2 separate regions of the Mus musculus genome follow, and region 2 is linked to region 1. A link is a contact called in public HiChIP or PLAC-seq data. All regions are on one chromosome and are shown on one strand. Each heading gives the region's core, a stretch centred on a gene start, on an enhancer-like site or on the middle of the called end of the contact. The rest is flanking DNA. Distances are from core to core; before and after follow the strand shown.

Region 1 (3,936 bases), core at 1,186-3,685:
GCGCGCGCGCGCACACACACACACACACACACACACACACACACGGATCTAAGCCATGTATGGAACCCTGGAGACAGGATAACCCTGTTGTCATTGTAACTTCATGAATTGAGAATAAACAAACAGGGGTGGGCATCCAAAAAGAAAACAGAAAATAGAGATTGTCTAACCCAATACAGGCAAACTAGGTGAAAACCACACAGGTGTATTGTATTATTCCATATTCTTAATGAACTCAAGCTAAACAGTAAAATGATGACTGCTCAGCCTTGTTTCTTCCACACAGATAAGTAGTTTAAGGACAAAGATTTAATTATATCTCCCAATCACATTAAGTGGATAATAAGACCAAGAGGCTATAGACATCACAGGAAGGGCTTGCAACAATCTAAGGAGTAAATGGATCTCTGGATTTGATCTCAAAGACTCTTGAGCTGTGCCCACAATGGCCTGAATCACAAAACTTTTTCCCAAATCCTCTGGTAGCATAGTGCATAGACTAAGAGTACAAATCCTGACATTGCCTGCAACTGTTGGGTACTCTGACTTCCTTATGGGGTTAGCTAGTCTCTGCCAAGTTACCCAGTCTGTCTCTTAGCTTCCTCATTGGTAAATGAAGATAATAGAACTACCTGGTAGGAAGAGTAAATGAGTCATCATATGGGAAACACTTGCAACAGTGCTTGGGGCAGCATGAGAGCTATACAGTGCCAACCATTTATCACTTGGGAAGATGAGTATTGTGCCAGGGCCTTTGAAGCCTGAGTAAGAAGCTCTGGCATTGGCAAGCAAAAGCACATGACCTTGGCAAAATTGCTTAATTTCTCTGGGACTATTTCATTTCTTTCTGTATGATAGGAAGGCAATTATATCTTTCTGCTTACCTCACAGGGCTGTCATAAACACCAGAGAGGTAATGGATGCGGGATTATTTCAGACATTCAAAGTCTATTATGAATAAGGAACCTTACTAGTGTTATTTCCGTTTGGATTGTTTGACTTGTATATAATTGGGGCAGTTTTACACCTTACTCTTTAACACAGAGAATCATGAGGAAGGGAGCTGGGTGGTGATTGGTGGTGCACACTTCTGATCCCAGCACTGAGTAGCAGAGACAGGGGGCTCTTTGAGTTTGAAACCCACTTGGGCTACAGTGAAAGGATGGCCAAGGCTATACAAAAAAACTTTGTCTCAAAACAAAACAAAACAAAACTCATGGGGACAGAAAATATAAAATGATGATGGATTGGCCAACCAAACCCAGTTCAAAAGTCATGGGAACTGTTTCATGATTTGAAGAAATACCCAGAACTCCCATGGATTAAAATGGATTACAATGGGAAAGGTAATAAATGGAGGCAAAGATATCTTGATTCACTGTATTCTACCCATGATGGGCTCTGACTACTCACAAGCCAGGCTAGGATGAAATCTTATCTCAAGGACTTTGCACTTGGACCTTCCTCCATCAATTTTTGTGCAAATAACTCCATGGCTCATCGACTGTACACACACACTCTCTCTATATATATGATTAAGAGCTGTAGGATCTAGCTTAGTGGTAGAGCTGCTTCCTGGCATTCGTGAAGAGCCAGATTTTATTTTCTAGTACTAAACTAAAACCTGGACCTCGGAGTCTGCGTGTGAATGAAGATCGTCACTTACAAGATGCCCAACTTTGGTTTCCTTGCATGCCAAGGGGGCTTAAAAAAAACAAACAAACATACACTTCACGTTTTGAGTTTATAACCAGCATTACTGTATTATGGGTGGAAACAGCTTTTGATGGTGCACGGTATGTATCGAGCAGCAGTTAATGCTAGGTTGTGACGGTTATGCTTTCTTTCTATAATAAAACCCTTTTATCCTTTTTATTAAAAATTTTCATACAATATATTTTGATCGTGTTTTTCCCTTTCCCAACTCCTCTCAGATTCTCCCAACCCATTCAACTGTACATTCTTCTCTCTTAAAAAAGAAAGAAAGAAAGAAAGAAAGAAAGAAAGAAAGAAAGAAAGAAAGGAAGGAAGGAAGGACGCTGGGCAGTGGTGGCATAAGCCTTTAATCCCAGCACTTGGGAGGTAGAGGTAGGCGGATTTCTGAGTTCGAGGCCGGCCTGGTCTACACAGTGAGTTCCAGGACAGCCAGGATTAGAGAAACCCTGTCTTGAAAAAACAAAACACCAAACCAAACCAAACCCCACCATCACCACCAATCTACAAAAACGAAAATCAAGACCAACAGGCAAATGACAAATATGACAAACAATGTCCAAAACAAAACAAAACGTCCACAAAAATACCACTGAGTTTGTTTTGTGTTGGCCAACTTCTCATGTAGCAAAAACTGTACATCCGCAAACTGCACGACTGACAATCAGGAAGAGCACGCATGCTCGGCCCGCCTCTTCCGCCCACATGACCCACACATCCTGGCTTTCCAACATGGCGGCGCCCAGCGGCACTAACTACACGTGAGGAAAAGCAGGCACCGGAGCATTGGAGAGTACCGCGTGGGAGTAACTTTCTCCTCCGCAGTGCCCGCGGATCCCTTCCTGTCGTCCTGAGACCCTCGCGGGCCGCTGTCCCGCCGCAGCCATGAAGCCAAAGCCACTTTCGCACAAGACCGAGAACACATACCGGGTGAGCGCGGGAGTTTGGGCCCGGAGCCGCGGTTCGCCCTGCCTCTGCCTGACCAGCTGATCGCCTTAACCCCAGGGCCTGCAAGTCCGGGCAGAGCCGGAATCGCTTGCCCGGGGCTCTGGCGAAAATGGGAGACTATGCCAGTATAAAAAAAAAAAAAAAACATTAGTTCGCAGGGGAGTGAGGAAACTTGAATTCCAGAGTCCGCCTTTTAGCGGTGAGATCTGGCCTGTCTGGGCAACTCCCTTCACTCCAGGCTCAAATTGATTGGCCCAGGGGATCGTCTGCAACCGAGTCCCCCTTCTAACTTTAAAGACTGAACAGAGGAGGGTAGAGCGAGCTGGCAAGTGGCGAATGACTTCTGCTGGCTACTGTTGTACTTTATAATGCCTTTCCAAGCCCTTTTGTAACTGAGTCTGTCTGTTTTTAAAAAATATACCTGTTCCCACAACTTAGCGAGATCCCTGTGCTTTCGGTGTGGTGTGAAAGCGTTCGTCCAGGTTCCAGTCTGTGTGGAAATTGTATTTGATAAAACATAATGTAGGAGGTAGATCGGTTGGTGGAGTGTTTGAATAACATTCAGGGAGCCCTAGGTTGGATCCCCATTAAAAACAACAACAGTTACAACAAAAACAGGTGTGATGGCTAAATGCCTGTTACCCCAGACCTGGGGATGTAGAAGCAAGAGGGTCTGAACTTAAATTTTAAGGTCATCGTTGGCTACATAGCCTGTTCCAAGGGTACTTAAGTTAAAAGAAAAAAGAAATACAGATGAAGTAAGTTATGCAAAAAGTACAAGTATTTATTATCTTCAAGTAGTAACTGCTTTTGTTTAGAGTTCTTACATTTACCTTTTGTGTTTCATAAGTAATAGCTGCTCTTATTTTAAAAAGTTACATATTTTATGACCAATAGAAACCACGGGTCTGAAATGATACGCTAAGGGTACTGTTGTTTGTGGTGATGGTCCAGAGGTTGCTCACTGAAGCTCTAAAACGTTCTGTGTTCAGAATTTGATGTGATTATGGTGTAGTTTTACTCCAGCAGATATCAAAACCTGATAAGCATTGAATGCTAATATGTCTTAAATATGCTTTTTCTCTGCAGTTTCTTACATTTGCAGAGAGACTGGGGAATGTGAACATTGATATTATTCACCGTATCGACAGAACTGCAAGCTATGACGAGGTAAGAGGGAGTTTTAAATTTCTCTCACCAATGTAAGTAAGCTGTTTTTCAAGCCATTTGTAATGTACATGCAGTGATTTAGACCTGTGTTGTCTAATTAAAAAA
Region 2 (4,382 bases), core at 1,483-3,982, 130 kb before region 1:
GTTAATCACAAGCATATCTTACTTAGTGAATAATAGAGAATATATCTGTATAAATCCTATAATCACTTCTGTACTCAACTATTAGCCTGAGACACTTTATCCATAAAACACATTTGCCTTTAAGTACATAAACCCAGTCTTATTTCCCCTGGCATCTCTCAACCTTTGATTTCGATTCCCAGGCTGTTAGTGTCACAATACCTAAAACCTCAAAGGCAAAGTTTATAGCTGATTCAAAGGCATTCAGCAGCAAGTTTGATCTGCAATCAACAAACCTGAAAGTCAACTTCTGGTTCTGTGCTTCCTTCAAATCCTGGTGACAATGATCACCTGATTTTCCCATCTTGTACATTAAGGAATTTAAAACAATAAGTAACCAATGTTTTCAAAGGAGAATTCTCACTTTTAGAGGCATGAGATGTTTTCAACTTTACTTGAGAGAAGTCTGTGTCCTGATGCAAGTCTCCTTATTTGGGAATGCTTTCAGAAGCATCTACTTGTCCTTTAGAGAAACTTCCTTCATAATAATAAGAGAACTTCCTTTGTCTGCTACTCTCATCATTTTTCTCTTATCATCAGGATAGCTTCATCTTCATATTCTCTCTCTCTCTCTCTCTCTCTCTCTCTCTCTCTCTCTCTCTCTCTCTCTCTCTCTCTCTCTCTCTCAAAATGGTAGTGGGTATTCAGAGCATATCCCAGCAAACCAAGTAAGCATAACATCAGCCTGCCCTTTATGGTCCTCCAACTGTGACAAATGGACAGACATCACTGGCTGCACTGTGGCTAAACCAAAGTATGAAATTCCAAATCTCTACATTTATAGCAGACTCAACTTTCTAATATGGCAATGATGGGCTTCTACCCTTGTAAAAAGAATCAGGGAAACAGTTCAGTATCAGTGGCCCTTCTCCTGTGACGATTGAGATGTTATAGAAAGAAGATGACAATATGCTTGTATACTAGGTCCACATTTAATTCTATGTGTGTGTGAGTAACCAGCCACTGAAAACATATTTCCAACATGGCTTTATGCCTCCATTACATGAATATGCTTAGTAAATTGGTTCACAGATTTATTCTCTTTTTTACTTCTTTTCGTAAAAGATGAACGATGTCGTTCCTAAGACAGGTAGCGTATTAGAATTTAGATTTTTGTCAGTGGACATTTTAAACAAAACCAGAAGACAATGGCTTGAATCTCTGTAAAGCTTTGGAGTTGGTTTGTGAGAGAAGAGTACAGGCAGAGCTATAAATATTCCATGTCAGTACTGGACCTGGCTGGCTTTTGCCTGTTCCCAGACCACTGCTCAGCAACTAGGATGACGACTAAATTCTGTGTGTCAAAACACCAGCTCTCTCTGCAACAGCTGTCACCAAGCTGTTAGTATGTCTGCATGCCCAGATCTAGACAGTTCATCCAGTCATCCTCTAGACCACCATTTCAGGGAGAAGTAGGGAGGACTGGGGAATGTTGCATCTCTGCTGACTATGTGTTTGACCCTCAAGTGTCTGGGCGAATGGTTCTTCAAGCTCAGCTCATCTTTGTAAAGGCCATGATGAGGACAGTGGATAATAAAGGCCATGATGAGGATATCCTGGGCATAATATGAAGAAGCCATATGCTTTGGAAATCGCTTGTGTCATCATTTTGGCTTAAGATTTAGTAGCTTAGGGTCACATCAGATGTGATAATGAAGACGCTCTGAACACCATGTTTTATTCATTCCACAATATGTATTGACCTGCAGAAGGCACAGTGTACGTAACAGGAGTAACCACCACTCACGGCTATCTTACATTTGGCCAAATATAGGACTATGTGCTTTGCTACTTGGTGTCATTTAATCCATGAATAATAGATGGTGAACTTTCTTTTCACTTAAAGAATTACATTATGGTGGGGCCGGTGAGATGACTCAGAAGGCAAAGGAATTTGCTACACAAAGCCTTGCAACCTGAGTTCAACACCCCTCTCCCTAAATCCATGTAAATATGGACAGAGGGAACTGACTCCAAAAAGATATCCTCTGACCTCCTAAGAGGCACCATGGCATGTGTTCCCTCACACACACACACACACACACACACACACACACACACACACACGCAGCCATTCTCTCTCCCTCTCTTCCTCTCCGTCCCCCTCTCCCTCCCTTTCCCTGCCCCTCTCCTTCTTCCTCTCTCCCTCCCCCTCTCCCTCTTTCTCCCACATGCTTTCTCACACACATTATTGTTACATTAGTAATAATGATGAGTAAATTATTTTAATTAAAGAATTATATAAAGTAAATACGAACAAAGAACAGTCATCTGAAAATGTTGTCATGAAACCCCTTAATTTGTACTCTAAAAAGTATAAGAAGGAAGGAAGCTGACAGAGTGGTTGTTAGGAGCTCTCTCTCTCTCTCTCTCTCTCCCTCCCTCCCTCCCTCCCTCCCTCCCTCCCTCCCTCCCCTCATCCCATCAGGTAGATCGATAGAATCTCTGACATGTCATTTTCCTCCCATCAAGTTAACTAGATTCCATGTTTCTGGATTTCCTGAGTGTGTAAAACCGCTAGATTCTAAAATAAAAACGTAAGGCATCCACTCCACTCCCACAATCCTGCAGTTCATGGGAGAAGACATATGTGTGCAGCCAACATGAGCACAAACTCAAGGATAATCCTGATCTAAATGTAGTGGCGCTTCAGACAGAAGTGGGTGAGTCACTCTGACTCTGGGTGAGGAAATCTTCTCGGAATAGGTGCTGTTTTGGTTGATCACTAAAGATAAGTCACATTTACACTTCCAAACAAAGGAGAAGGGGTTCCAAAGAAAAAGGAAACACAAGCAGAGGCCCGGAAGGCTATGACACACCCAGGGCATAGCATTGCTGTGGAAGGAGATGCTAATTGAAAAGGCGTTGTAACACAGAGGTAAAGGGGATGAGTACTGCTGTAAGTATACAATCAGCATCTCTTTCAGGTGCATGGTTGGCTATGTGAATGCCAGCTTGTCTGTGTTCCGAATTTCTGACTTTGAAAATCGGTCGGAGCCAGAGTCTGATGGCAGTGAGTTCTCAGGAACCCCTCTGAAGTACTGCAGGTGAGTGTGAACCTCACCACGCTTTCTGCTAAGTTCGCATGGCTCTAGCATGGGAAGCTTTTGCTGACAGGCCTTCTGGCTGAGTGTTTTTAAAGCAGTGGTTCTCATAATCAAAATATACAGTATAAAAAAATATGTTTCCAGTAAAAGAAAAAACACCCAGTGTTTGGGCAGAAAATATATTAAAATTTTTTGTTGGGTATATACATGGTTGGTGTACAAATGAAGTTCTAGCAAACCAAAGGTAAATATAATTTATATTCCCTGCCCAAGAAAAATATGCTTCAGAGAGAATAAAGGTAATTAAAACCTTCATGGAACATGTCAGAACAATATAGATTATGTCTCATTTGGTTAATTTTTTTAATAAAAATTAAATAATACAAAAATAAAGCAGTGTTTCTCAGTCCTGAGGGTATTAATCATCACCTGCTGATGTTTTAATTTGTATTAGTTTTTTATTTGAGAATGTTGTCCAGTATAATTTGATCACATTCATCCCCATTTCTCTCCGCACCCGATTTTGTGTCCTTTTTAAAAATTGTTAGCTTGTTAAGCCCACGTGTTCTTGGATATGTGGCGTTCCACTGGAGCATGGTGGACCATGTTCCAATAGAGCTACATTCTTAAAGAAAACCGACTGTCCATCCAGCAGACAGCCACTGCCAATAGCTTCTCACTCAAGGTCTGGACTTCATGCTCACTTTCCCTATCCACGCTAGTATTTTGTCTGGTTTGAGCTTCCATAGGTCTGTCACAATCACTGTGAATTCATTTGTGCAACTGCCTTGCTCTATCCAGAAAACATGTTTCCTTAGAGTTACTCACGATCTCTGACCTTCAGAGTCTTTCCACCCTGGTCCACAGTGATCCCTGAGCTTTGGGGGGAGGGGAGTAATATACATGTCCCATTTAAAATGGATCGAGCACTCTACAGTATCCTATTCTCTGAATCATCTCTAGTTGTCAGTCTCCGTGTTTCTTTTATCTGGGCTCAGAAATGCACTAAACTATAGGTATCAGTTTAATACTATCCCCATTTAGTCCCCATGGTAGTAGGTTCTCCCCGAGGGACTATGGCCTATCTAGCCACATGTTCTTGGCCATATAACAGAGCCAGTATGAATTTCAGCTTGCGAAGCAGGCCTTAATTCCAATCAGAAAGTGGCTGGTTACTCCCGTGACTTTATATCATTATTGTACCAGTGAACATGTCTTACCAGGTCAGATATTATTGTAGCCCAAAGAGTTCACAGCTGGATAAGAGTAATCATCAGTTCACTCTTCCAGCAGTGT

Evidence for each region. HiChIP or PLAC-seq counts read pairs in DNA pulled down with a chosen protein or histone mark.
Region 2: an H3K27ac HiChIP or PLAC-seq map of trophoblast stem cells shows a contact between it and region 1, with 2.8 times the contacts expected there. The contact joins the enhancer-like site here to the promoter of Utp20 in region 1. A contact is called at or near these places in 6 of 39 promoter capture datasets (the 3T3-L1 cell line, 3T3-L1-derived adipocytes, embryonic stem cells and 3 more), 4 of 484 Hi-C or Micro-C datasets (cortical neurons, embryonic fibroblasts and uterus) and 3 of 115 datasets of contacts at active chromatin or transcription factors (embryonic stem cells and trophoblast stem cells).

The regions. Positions count from the first base shown.
Region 1 is chr10:88,825,313-88,829,248 of GRCm38.p6, reverse strand. Utp20 (UTP20 small subunit processome component) reads left to right here and starts at 2,435. Exons shown (of 62, transcript NM_175158.3): 1 at 2,435-2,643; 2 at 3,751-3,831. The coding sequence starts at 2,599.
Region 2 is chr10:88,959,286-88,963,667 of GRCm38.p6, reverse strand. It overlaps Ano4 (anoctamin 4), which reads left to right. Exons shown (of 28, transcript NM_001277188.1): 25 at 2,967-3,086. Among named protein-coding and RNA genes, the nearest start is that of Slc5a8, 75 kb to the right of the region's middle. Within about 2 kb of position 2,732, at least 4 of the 459 cell types and tissues checked have an H3K27ac peak or open chromatin away from gene starts, as enhancers often do. A contact at or near this core is called in trophoblast stem cells, where this site is marked.